2 separate regions of the Mus musculus genome follow, and region 2 is linked to region 1. A link is a contact called in public HiChIP or PLAC-seq data. All regions are on one chromosome and are shown on one strand. Each heading gives the region's core, a stretch centred on a gene start, on an enhancer-like site or on the middle of the called end of the contact. The rest is flanking DNA. Distances are from core to core; before and after follow the strand shown.

What was found. HiChIP or PLAC-seq counts read pairs in DNA pulled down with a chosen protein or histone mark.
Region 2: a contact with region 1 is called in an H3K27ac HiChIP or PLAC-seq map of embryonic stem cells, with 5 read pairs. The contact joins the promoter of Abraxas1 here to the enhancer-like site in region 1. A contact is called at or near these places in 3 of 39 promoter capture datasets (the C10 cell line, embryonic stem cells and erythroid cells), 14 of 484 Hi-C or Micro-C datasets (differentiating embryonic stem cells and embryonic stem cells), 2 of 115 datasets of contacts at active chromatin or transcription factors (both in embryonic stem cells) and 4 of 9 other capture datasets (adipose tissue, embryonic stem cells, liver and 1 more).

What each region holds. Positions count from the first base shown.
Region 1 is chr5:100,764,392-100,770,704 of GRCm38.p6, reverse strand. Helq (helicase, POLQ-like) reads left to right here. Exons shown (of 18, transcript NM_001081107.1): 14 at 209-307; 15 at 2,250-2,423; 16 at 3,904-4,017; 17 at 5,630-5,764. Among named protein-coding and RNA genes, the nearest start is that of Helq, 31 kb to the left of the region's middle. Within about 2 kb of position 4,439, at least 17 of the 459 cell types and tissues checked have an H3K27ac peak or open chromatin away from gene starts, as enhancers often do. A contact at or near this core is called in differentiating embryonic stem cells and embryonic stem cells, where this site is marked.
Region 2 is chr5:100,815,519-100,822,189 of GRCm38.p6, reverse strand. It overlaps Abraxas1 (BRCA1 A complex subunit), which reads left to right and starts at 1,255. Exons shown (of 9, transcript NM_172405.3): 1 at 1,255-1,359; 2 at 3,583-3,673; 3 at 4,192-4,228. The coding sequence starts at 1,273.

The sequences.
Region 1 (6,313 bases), core at 3,190-5,689:
TGTGCCATCACCAGGCCAAGGAACTGTGGCACCACCACGTGTGTAGCCGTGGTTGACGGAGCATTGTTATGCTAATGCTGATAATTCTGTAATATTTATAAATGTCCATTATAGCGCTGTGACCTCAGACTTAACCCTGGCGTCGGCTGGAGTGAGACTCTGAAGGCTGCAGTTGCATGCTTTCATTGTTTATCCCTTCTCCGTGTAGTTTGGTCAACTCAGCCCAACAGAGCAGAATGTAGCCGCTCTTCTCGGAGTCTCCGAAAGCTTTATCGGGAAGAAAGCAGCAGGACAAGCCGTCAGAAAGGTGCCGTGTCTTTCTTATGTCCTCGAAACTGAGTGTCCTTCTACCATCTCCCTACTGACTTGATCCTTTTGTTTCCCAGCATATGGAAGGTAGAGGTACATTGATCTCTGAGTTCAAGGCCAGCCTGGCATACATAGTGAGTTCCAGGCAAGACAGAGCTACACAGTGAGACCCTGTCTTTAAAAAAACAAAAAAACAAACAAAAAAAAAACAACCCAGCCTCCCCCCCAACCCCCCTGCCTTTACACAATTCCAGCGTCAGGCTCAGGTGGTCACCTTGCACAAGTGCTTTAAACTGCAGAGCCATCTCACCAGCCTACCTCTTCTTATTGACATTTCTTACAAAAGCTTGTAATTGTCATTAAGACATCTATCACGCCATGTAATAATTCTGTCATTTTATCTGGCTTTGGAATTACATTCTAAGCAAAGTCTACATTAACTCAATTTATAGTTAATGGTAAAAGCACATTAAAAATGCCAAATTAAAAAGCTATCTTTGCCTACCCAGAACTCAATATACTTTTTCAGCTTAATGCTTTTAAAAGGATGGTCCATTATATACATGCTGAATTTGTAATTCAAAATCCACTGAGACAGAGCCGTTATCTCAATATTCTTTTCCTATCTTATTTATGTTTTCATTTTCAGACAGGGACTTGCTGTGTAGCTCAGGCCTCGATTTCCTACTGGGCCTTCAAGTGCTAGGAGCGCAGGCACCCCGTCATGCCAACCAGTGATGCACTCTAAGACTACTTTCCTTTCAGATACATCTGTGAAATTGTCTCTTACGTTACCCTGATACTAGTGATGACATTCTTTGCATAAGATCACTAGCACCACAGGCAAAAGCCGATCACAGAACAGAAACTGCCAGCCACGGGAAGTCTTTTCCTGTCTCTCTGCTTCAGCTTTGGGAACACTGATTATCACGACCACGGGGAAACCATAGCATACTCCCTTACAGTTTGTAGTATAGACAAGCCCACCATTTAGTTACGTGTGTTTGTCTAACTCACATGCCAGTGCAGTTTACACACGCACGGTATGGAGTTCTCCCTAACTTCCAGCAGACTATGAATCCACACAGAGCTGTGTGGCCGTTCCATTCTACACAACTCAGTAGCCCATATTGGTTCAGACTTTGAGAGTCTGGTCCCGAGTCTTTTATTTTAGGCATATTTAAGCACGGCACAATTTGGTAAAAATGTTCCTGGTAATAAGTAACTCAGTCCCATGTGCACAATATGAATACACCGAAGGGCTTTGGGAAGCACATGTGACATCTCCCATAAGGACAGGTCCTACAGAGTGACGAGAAAACAAGGCCGTAAGAAGCTCAGAGCTCACCGGACTGTTAGGCACATCACTCCCAGCCTTCTGGATGTACAAGAGGTTCTACACCTCTTCCCGTGAAGGAACACCTCTGACTGTTACCGTTCCTGGCCCCTACTGCTTATCTGGGGGCCCAGGAGCCTCCATGCCTCCCATCCCCTCAGCATATGTGAGGCCGGCCCGGTTTCTCCCAGTTGGGAGGCTACCCTGGCTTCTTGGGTAGGCTGCAAGGAGAAGCCTCCGTGTTTCCTCCTAGTTGTATGGCTCGGGTGTGACAGCTCCTTGGCTCACACGTGATCTCTTTGACCTGAGCTCGCTTTTCACTGACTTGTGCATCTCCTTGTCTTGTCCTCATTTATGAAGATTCCAGTCAGCAAGTTCAGGGCCCGGGGTAAATCCTGGCTGGCGTCATTTACAGGTCCTGAACTAACCGCATCTGCCAAGGCCCTCGTCCCAAGCTGTCACGGTTGTGAAGGTTCGATCTGCTCTCCTCTGCAGAACAGAGACAAGTGACCTTGACTCCTCTGTGGCTGGCCAGGGGCTCTGTGCCGCCTCTGTCCCCGCAGCCACAGCCCACCCACTTAGGACACCTTTTGTGTCTTTATAGAAGGTGGACAAGAACGTTGTCAACAGACTCTACCTGTCGTTTGTGCTTTATTCTTTGCTGAAAGAGACCAATGTTTGGAGTGTGTCTGAGAAGTTTAACCTGCCCCGAGGATACATACAGAACCTGCTTATGGGAGCTGCCTCCTTCTCTTCCTGCGTGTTACATTTCTGTGAGGTAATCAGTTAACTGGTGTCTTCTCACGTTAACCCTGGTAAACTTGAAAGCAGTTGCCTCTCTCCTCCCTGCTGAGTCACTGTGTTCTTTCGGAGCATGCAGCTTTATTTAAAGCCTTTCTTGGTTTCTGCCTTTTTACATGAGGACTGTGTTGAGCTTATGGAAACGATGCAGGAATTCCCAAGTCAGCTAAAACGCTTCAGCAGTGGGAAGTGCAGAGCCCGCCTGTTCTCAGGACCAGGGCCGATGGTTCCAGGCTATCCCTTACAACCTGGCTTCTGTGTGACGACTCGGGAGTGATGAGGGGTTTGGTCAGTTACCCGAGTCCGTCAGCGGCCAGGGGACTGCTCAGTCCCACATCTTCTGGACAGCCATGGGGACATACACATTTACTTCTAGTGTCGGGCAGGCAGCCCTACGTCAAACATAGGCTCTACATGATAGGTGTATATACATGATGCTAAAATTAATATTTTATTTATATATGTTATACATGTTATATATCATATATATGCATGTGCGTGTGTGTGTGTGTGTGTGTGTGTGTATGTGTGTATGGCAGCCTCTGCCTCCTGAGTGCTGGGATTAAATGTATGCACCACCACACACCGCTCACCAGGTTTTAATTCAATTTTCTTTCCTATCTTAAACCTCTGTAGTCTACGAATGTTAATAACTAAGTGTGCCGTAAGTGCTAATGAAGGGTCATTGGTGTATTTTCACTCTATAGCTCTGTTCTGTTCAGCAGCTGTGCTAGTGGAGATGATCTCTAACCAGGATTAGTAGTGAAAACTTAGTGACGTTCTTCCTCCCCTGTGGTGGAAGAGCCTGTGCCACCAGGGCAGCGCAGTGCCGGCCATGTGGCAGTTGGTCTAGAGTCTTTCACACTGCTGTCAGTGTGGATGTGAGACAGGGTCTCTCACGGAGCCTGGAGCTCACCACTTTGGCTGCACACCCGTGTACAAGCACACAGTGCCCCCAGGGCTACAGGCGTGTGCCACTGAGCCGCACAGGACTTTTCTGTGGGTGCTCAAGCTTGTGTCTCATGCACTTAACCCGGAGCCAGGGCCCCAGGCCTCACGCGTGGCTCTTACACAGACAGGCTGATGTGATATCCTCCAGCCACGCGTCATGCCCTACTCAGAGCTCCTGTTCTCGTTAGCTTAAGGGCTTTGTTGACTACCACGCTGCATGTGACTGTCCTTATTTAATACTTCATCTCTGGGTTAACTCCCACAAGTAAAAACTCTTTAGAGTCACTCGACAAACAAAACTGTACAGACACTTCTGAAATTTTGATTAGAAATAACTTTTTTCTTAATTTTCAGTCTTTTTTCCTCCTCCAAAAGCTCCCAAGGCTCCATGCTTCCTTGCGGTTGGGAGGCTCTATCTCCCTTAGCCCTCGCTCCTCCGAGCTGCAGCTCAGTATGTAACTTACATAAAATACAGAACTTACAACGATGCATCTTTGTCTGCTCAGGAGCTGGAGGAATTTTGGGTTTACAAAGCCCTTTTGGTGGAACTCACCAAGAAGCTGACGTACTGCGTGAAGGCGGAGCTAATCCCTCTCATGGAAGTGACCGGGGTCTTAGAGGTCAGCCTCATCCCACCCTCCTAACTGAGTTCATGTCTTCTAACAGAAAAACAAGTTTTACGGTCTTCTGAAGTGTTACTGCGTGGTAGGTTCTAGAAAGAGTCCTACTGTTCCAGGTCCTGTGGAGGAACAGAACCGATGGAATCAGCACATAGAAACAGAGGACTTGATGGATGGGCCTGCGTTGCTGGCTGGTCCTGAGACTGAACCCCGAGCAGTTCCCGGAGAGCTGCTGATCCCCACGTGAAGACTGAGGAAGCTGGGTTTCAGCAGCAGCAAGGACTGGAGGCAGCAGCAGGGTAGATGCAGTCAGAAACAGAGCAGAGTTGGGCATGCAGGGATAGTCTCATGTGCACTGTGTAAAAGCTCAGTGCTCAGTAAAGAGCTGGGTGACCTGGCAGGAGAGAGTGGGTGGGACTTGCAGGAGAGAGGAACTCTGGGAGAGAGAGGCAGGAACATTACCACTACCCGGACTCCGAAGGCGGGTGTGTGAAACTGAGGAGAAGCAGCCATCAGCACGGCAGACGTAGAACAGTGTGAACGGGTTGATATCGGTTAGAAGCCAGTGGGGAGCAAGCCTGAGCTAAGGCCAGAAACATTGTGAATTAAAATAGCCTGTGTCTCAGAACAAGGGAGGGAGGTGTAGAAGAGCCCAGGCTTCCACGTGGGCCAGCAGAGCAACCCCATCCCTGCTTTCAGCACACCTCTTCCTCTCTCCTTCCACCACCACCCCCAAACTCCTTTGGTTTCTTGAAACAGGATTTCTCTTTGCATCCCTGGATGTCCTTGAATTTTCTCTTCAGACCAGGCTAGCCTCAAAGTCAGAGCTCCTCCTGCCTCTGCCTCTGCCTCTGAGTGCTGGGATTAAAGGTGCTCGCCGCCACTGCCCAGCTCCCCTCCAACCTCCTCGGCCTGGGCTGCTGGCAGACAACAGAAAGTGGGGCCTACGCTGGGGTCAGTCAGTCCTTCTAGACCTTCCCAGACAGGAGACTCAGCTGATCCCAGATCAGGTCGCCCAGAAGTCTTTCTCGTTTCCTTCGTTTTAAATCAAATGATGCCACGGCCTCCCAGGAAGCCACTATGTCTGAGAAGTGGATATGATGAAAGATCTCCCGTATGAGAACTTGGGCTCCACTCTCCCCCAAGGACTGTGCCCTGCGACTCAACCATAGCTCCTCTTTCTCCACTGGAGTAAAGAGTTACTCTCTGTCAGTTTGTACCCAGTGCAGTGATGACTGACGGACAGACTGATGGCAGGAGATGGTGGGGAGAAAGGACCCTCAGTCGGGTGTTAGCAGCACGCATCAGCTTCAGTCCTTTTGTCCTCTGCTTTTCATTCTGCGTAGGAAGTGCGTGCACACAGGTGCGCCTGACTGGGTTCCCTTCCCTGGCTTTGTCCCAGCAGCCGACTTAGACCTTGTGGAAAGCTCCCCTCGGTACCTTTCAGATTAGAGCCCAAACATCTCCTCAAAGCTCTGCAGTGTTCTGCTGGGTTACCTCCTCACATTTACATTACTGTCTGTGTCTCTTCCTATCTGTTGCATGTGGGGTTTTTTTTTCTTTTTTAATAATCCCAAATACTCATAGTATTTTTTTTTCTTTAATACTTTAGGGTCGAGCAAAACAGCTATATAACGCAGGTTACAGGAGCATCATGCACTTAGCCAATGCCAACCCAGAAGTGTTGGTGAAGACAATTGATCATCTGTCCAGACGGCAAGCCAGGCAGATTGTTTCCTCAGCCAAGGTGAGCAAGCCTTCCTCGCAAATACGCCGTAGCATCGTGATGAGATATCCGAGCGAAGCAACTCGCATCGAATAACGGTTTACCAAAAACACGTCCGTAGCTCACAGCACTCTGTAACTCTAGTTCTAGGGGATCGGATGTCCTCTTCTGACCTCTGAGGGCACTGCACACACGGGGTGCACAGACACATGCAGCAAGCATCCATACTCATAAAACACACTTAAAACAAAAAGGCCCAGGGTACACAGATTTCCTGTTTTTGACACAGGATTGCCGAGGAGAGAGACCCTAAAAATTAACGCTGTTCTGAGGCCGTCTTGTAGCTCTCTTCTGGGCCTCCTCATGGGAGTCCTCTCCAGTGTGCCTCCCTTCGGTCTTGTACCCGCAAGCTCTTCACTGACAGGGGCATTCCCAAGGCCATCGCAGTGGGCTGAGGTTAAATTTACCTCTGGAGATTTCTACCACCCATACGTGCGCACTGCCCTCTGGAGCCAGCCTATTCTTTCTGGCTATACTTTTCAAAGTTTTAAAGCAGGAGTTTCTCTTTTC
Region 2 (6,671 bases), core at 6-2,505, 55 kb before region 1:
TCAAACTTGCATATTAGGGAACTCGGGTACATGAGAACTCCTTCACAAGGGGGGGGGAGGTGCCGAGGTCAAAGGGTGGGAAATGTACGTGCTGGGTAGGATCTTTGTCATCTAGGACTGTTGTCTTTATTCTCCTGTCACAACCAGCCTTGAACTCTGGTGGCTAGCTCATGTAATGAAAACTAAATACCATGGGCCTTTACATGTATTATGTATAATTATATATGTGATACATATGATAGTACCACGGAATATATATTAATACATACACATTCTATAATACATATGTATTATACATATGTTTTTCTTTTTTTTCTTTTTTTTTTTTTTTTTTTTGGTTTTTTGAGACAGGGTTTCTCTGTGTAGCCCTGGCTGTCCTGGAACTCACTGTAGACCAGGCTGGCCTTGAACTCAGAAATCCGCCTGCCTCTGCCTCCCGAGTGCTGGGATTAAAGGCGTGGGCCACCACCGCCCGGCACTATACATATGTATTCTATAAATTCTCCTTTCCTAGGGGGAGGAGAACTCCACAAGCTATTAGTGACCACAGAGTGGAGCTGTGACTTCTTCCATGTTGCCACTGACAAGCTAATCCTGGCTATTGCACAACAAAACTGAGACATGCAATACTAATGCAATTCAGGAGCATGCCACTTTGCCAAGTTTCAATTATTTAAAAACCATCGGCTTTTTAAATTGTGTATGACACGTGTGAAATACATGTCAATCCCTCACCTTCTCACTTACTTTAGTCATATCAAATGATCCAACACAATATGTTCGTGCTTATCATTGAACTTTCACAATGTTATAAACATACATAGTCTTTAAACTAGACTCAGTTCATAACTTTATAATTGCAAGCAAACAAACCAAAGAATCAAATACACACAGACAGAATAACGCAACACAGCGGGAATACTCTAGAGAAGATAATTCCCACCCACCACTGGTTATTGATCTTCCATAAGTTCCAATAGATGAAGGGCAGTGGAAACCCCAAAAAGACATATCCGTGGTATTAAAATATTGCTAAGCGATTCTTATTTTTACAACCATTAGTAGCCTTAAACTATGCATAAACAGTGTTTTCCATGCATGCTGCAGGTGTCTCAGCCAAGCTGATGAAAGAAGCACCCTACCCGGCTAGAGGACACCGCGCTCCCTACAACCCGCGTCTCCCGGTGCGCAGGCTCAAGCCCCGCCCCTACGCTCCAGCCTCCCGTCATGCTCCGCGATAGTGGCTGTGGCGGCAGCGACCGAGGCGGCAGTATGGAGGGCGAGAGCACGTTGGGGGTGCTGTCTGGCTTCGTGCTCGGCGCGCTCACTTTCCATCATCTCAACACAGACTCAGACACGGTGAGCCGGGCGCGGCTGCCGACCCCGCCCGCAGTCCCCGCTCGCTCCGTGGGTTCGCGGAGCAGGGCGCCCTCCCGGGCTCTCATCCGGGCCCTTTTTCTCTGCTCGCCCTTGGGCTTGGAGGAAAGTTCCCCGGGGCCTCCGGCTCGGCGACGAAAGTCGGGCAGCTTACCTGCCTCGCTACCCTGCTGTGCGAAGGATCCCGGCGCCGGGTCCTACTCGCAGCGCGTGAGCGTCGCGAGGCTCGGGAGGACGAGCAGGGGCGAGCCAGACCCCGCACCCAGCCGCAAGGGGCTGGCTAGTTGTAGGGCTACCCTGGCATGAGGCTGTAAGATCCGGCTATTTCTGTGCTACTTTCCGTTACAAACGCACCTTGTCCAGGATCAGATGTGTAAATGCATTTTTAAGCCTTTGCCTCCTTTCGAAGCCCGTGAGTGACATTGAAAACAAATTTTAAGGCTTTTTTTTTTTTTTTTGGTAGATTAAAAACTTACCGTAAAACTTTGAGGTCTGGCAGTAGCATCTTGTATTAAGTTCTTAGTAACATAAAGAAAGAAACTAGAAACATCTAAAATGAGTTTGGGGTCTGCACGAATACAGTGCAGAGAGCACCATACTGAACAGTGTGGAGTAAGGTATTTGAACTGTTGAGTCCTTCGCTTTAAGTGTCAGATCTGCGTTGCCTAAATTGCTTCTCAGCACAGTCCCAGTGATAGGAGTGTACAATGATTTTGATGTGCAGTACATCAAAATACCAGGGGGAAACAAATGACATCTTTGAATGCGCGAGGTACTCACCGGGCAGCACATAATGGGATGATACATTAGCATGGCTCTACGGGAGGATGATACACAAACTTCATACTAAACACAAACACGTGTGTGTGTGTATCTGTGGGACTTATTTTAGAAGATGTTTAGCGTGAACATAAGTAAACTGCCCTAAGTCTGTAGTTTATAGGATTAGCCCTTGTACACTACATCTTGGTGTTTGACCCTAGTTTCTCAGATATTTTAACTTTTGTTTGTTTGTTTGAAGAGTCATTTACTGAGCATCTGTGGATCACACATGGGCAGTGCCCAAGTAGACCAGAAGAGGGCATAACATCCCCTGGAACTTAATGGGAGATAAAGATGTGGGCGCTGAGAACTAAATCCTGTTCTTTTGCAAGAGCAGCCACTGCTCTTAATGACTGAATCGTCCCTCCAGCTCAACTAAAGTTTTTAGAGTTGGTTTCTGAATAATTGTACTTAGAATTGACTGGTACTTTTCCTAGTTTTTAACATTGGGAGTATCAAAATCAAGAACATTTGCAATTGCAGATTTTTACCCACTTGATTCTGTTAAAAGACTGGGACATTCCTATGTTTGTTTGGTTGGTCGTTCGATTATTTTGATGAAATGGAGGCAGGGCATTATAAACCAATTTTAATGAATAGAAGAGTTCACTTGATCTTTAAATGCACCCAAAGAAAAAACTTGAGTCACTGAAATGAGAAAACAAAACAAAAACTCAAAAGGCTGCCTGTATTTTAAAAGAAAACAGGCACACAGTAGACCCACTGGGAAGCAGATGTAACTGAATTACAAATCTTTATTTTTTTTTAATAATTTTTAGACAGATTTACATCTGAAAACATTGATCACTTTAGCATTCCATAGCTAAGAAACCTCCACTGACACTCAGAAATATGTGTAAAATCCAGACTTGGGCTGCTCATTTGGATTATCTTGTGGGACTTTACCCTCTTGTTACAACTGTCCACAGAAGCCTTGCGCTTCAAGACAAACTGCTCAGCTGAGCTCTTAAACAGACTTAAAACTTTTATGCATTTGAGTTAGGGGTGCTTCACTCTCTGCCTTCCCAAACTATTACCAAGCCCTTTAAAGTCAGTTCTACTCAGCCTGGCGTGGTGGCGCTCGCCTTTAATCCCAGCACTTGGGAGGCAGAAGGCAGGCGAATTTCTGAGTTCAAGGCCAGCCTGGTCTACAAAGTGAGTTCCAGGACAGCCAGAGCTACACAGAGAAACCCTGTCTCAAAACAAACAAACAAACAAATCAGTTCCACTCTGTCTCCCTCTCAGCCTTTCCCAGTTACCCATGTGCCCACTACCTATAACACATTTGTATATTGTGAAATTCTGAGAAGATATGATTAGGAGATAGAATATTGACCCTAGCCAGTGTGTTTCATATACTGCTTCTTTTGTTTACTCTCATAGGAAGGTTTTCTCCTCGGTGAAATGAAAGGTGAAGCCAAGAATAGCATTACTGATTCACAGATGGACAACGTTAAAGTTGTTTATACAATTGGTGAGTCACTTAGTTCTGTTTTGGTAGTTTGCATGCCGAGGACAAGCAGCATAAGTGTTACTTTCACTCTTATATTTTAGTTGTTCTGGGGAATATACACATGTGTGTGTTTAAACTGTTAACATATATACGGTAATGTTTTGAAAAGCACTCCAAAAAAAAAAAAAAAAGAAAAGAAAAGAAAAAACCAAAAGTGTGGGTGCAGTGGTACACACCTGTAATCCTCACACTAAGAAAGTAGAGGCAGGAGGATCAGAAGTACAGCTCTACACATTTGCTGTTGTCTAGGGAGTGTAACACTTGCAGTTCCAGGTGGGACTCCAGGTTGGATTTCTAGCCCTGCATGTCTGGGAGTCACTTGATTTCTGGGTGAGCGTGGTCTGTCTTAGGGTGGTCTGAAGAGGGATGAGCTCTGCATAGTGAAGCTCCTAGCTAGCGGGAGGCCAAACGCTCCTCAGGGTGGTGGGCAGTGGGCAAGCAATTAATACACTCATGACTAGAAATCCTTTTTCTCCTAGACATTCAGAAATATATCCCATGCTACCGGCTTTTTAGGTGAGTAATAGTATTAGTAAAAACAAGTAAATTATCCATTGTGACAATTGTTTGCAAGGTAAATAATTTTAAAAACTAACAGTGTCTTCATAACCAGACATGGTAATTGAGTGTCTTGGTTACATAGAAGTTTGTTTGTTTTTTTTTCAGTATCTAAGGTACACTAGTCCACATCAACTGCATCTGTAATTTCATTAGTTGTGTTACCCTTAGCTGGCTTCTACTGCCTCTGAAAAACCAGTGTTCTCTGAGAATTGCCTTTTCTTCTCACACACAATCCTCTCATTGCATATATAAACTCATGACTGACAGGTACTTTAATGTCACTAACAGTCACCAAGCAAACAGACACAACCGTAGGATGGTGTTATTTTAAAGACTGTTTTATGATTTATATCAGCCACAGGAGAAAAAGAATGAGTGTCGTACACTCTCACACAGTGTATACATGTCTAAGACGGTGGGAGTTACAAGGCATACGTGGTAAAGAGGGATCTGTGGGGAAGAAAGTATGACAAGACAGCCTGGGGTGTTCTCAGACTGATAAAGCAGGAAGGAGTCAGTCTGCTTACAGCCCTTCTTACACACTGGACGTGCAGGTCTAGTCATTGAACGGGGAGTTCTTAGTGGAACCTCCTAGAAAAGACTTCTTGAAGGGCCTTCTGGATCAGCAAAGGATTAAGAGAACCTGTATTTCCGGGCAACTACATTAAGAATCAGGCTAGTTTAGTAGTGTCTGGGCTAGTTTAGTAGTGTCAGCAAATACACTGATTTGCTCATTTCAGAAGTCTACAAGTTTCTTGAAAACAGGTCATTGAAACCTAAAACATAGTTTGTTTTTTTTGTTTTTGCTTTTGATTTTCCAAGACAGGGTTTCTCTGTGTAGCCCTTGCTGTCCTGGGACTTGCTTTTTAGACCAGGCTGGCCTTGAACTCACAGAGATCCACCTGCCTCTGCCCCCTGAGTGCTGGGATTAAAGGCTTATGCCACTATGCCTGGCCTTTAAGTATGGATTCTTTAAAGTGTATCCTTTTGGGGAGTGAGGAGACAACAGGGCTCTGATTGTAGCCCAGGCTGTCCTAACCTCCAGAGTCTTCTGTCTCAGCCTTGCAGGTGTCAGGTTATAGGCATTTGTCACCATACCTGGATTATTATGTTTCCATATAAAACTGCAGAAGCTTGACATAAGATCAGTGTTCTCATGTGTTTATACTATTAGCCTATGCTTACATATCCCAAGGTTCTTTCTACCTTAGATACCAGGTTGAGATGCTTAGAAATGGACCGTGCTAAAGAAATACAGCAATAACATTTATTATTGTTGTTATTTATTGTCTCCTCTCTCCCCTTTTTCTCTCTTCCCTTCTCTTTCTCTGGGGATTGAACTTAGAAACTGGGCATTGGTTTCTGGAACTGTCACAATTTCAGTCTTTATCCAAGTCACAAATGCCATAGCAGTTGTCTTTCAACAAACCCAGCTACCCCTTAACCCATTAAAATATTTTTAATGGAGTTATTTTTTCTTGTGGTACCAAGATTGACCCAAGGCCTTTACTTTGCTAGGTAAGCACTACACTGCTGAGCTGTAATCCCAGGCTGTGTGTTTGTTTCAAACATTGTGTGACTAAGTTATTGGCTGGCCTTAAACTCACTCTTGTAGCTTAGGCAGGCCTTGAACTTGAGATCGTCTTCTCTTAACCTGTTTAGTAGATGGATTCATAGGCCTGTACCAAGCTCAGCTTAAAGGTGTTACCAAATAGGATATTGGTCATTTCCATGTAAGTAAATGTCTCCAGTGTATACTTAAGGATTTCAAGGAAAAAGAAGCCCTATAAAATCCTATAGGGCTTGGTTTACTATTTCAGCATTATAAAAAGGAATATTACCTCCTCAATGTCAAAGAAAAGGACTAGGAGTGAGGAGGCGGCTCCACTGTTAACTCCCTGCCGCACAGGAGTGAAGACCCAAGTTTGGCCCAGGTTCAGTGAGACGCATGGTCAAGCAATAAGGTGGTGACTGGTGAAGGAAGCAGCTTCACCCTCTGGCTTTTCTGTGCGTGTACACCTGATCACAAGTGCACACATCCATGAACACGGGGGCACGCGTGTGTGCACACACACACATGCACAGACTACACCCACACAGGGAAGGAACTATTACTTGGAGTCTCTCACAGGAAGAGACGACTAAGCTACAAGGAAATGGTTTAGAATCATTTAGAATTATTCTTTCTATATCTGAGACAGTCCAGTTACAAAAACCAGTGGATTAAGTCAGATTTATCCTCCCCTTCCCAGAGTCCCCAAAACCCTGAACATACAGCTTTGGGATTAGCAGTGGATCGTTGTCCTTCGTCACTGTTCTTTATTATTCATTGTATATCCTATCCTAAATTATCAGTTACCAGGAAGGGAACTGAGTTGTGAACTGCCTATATGAACAG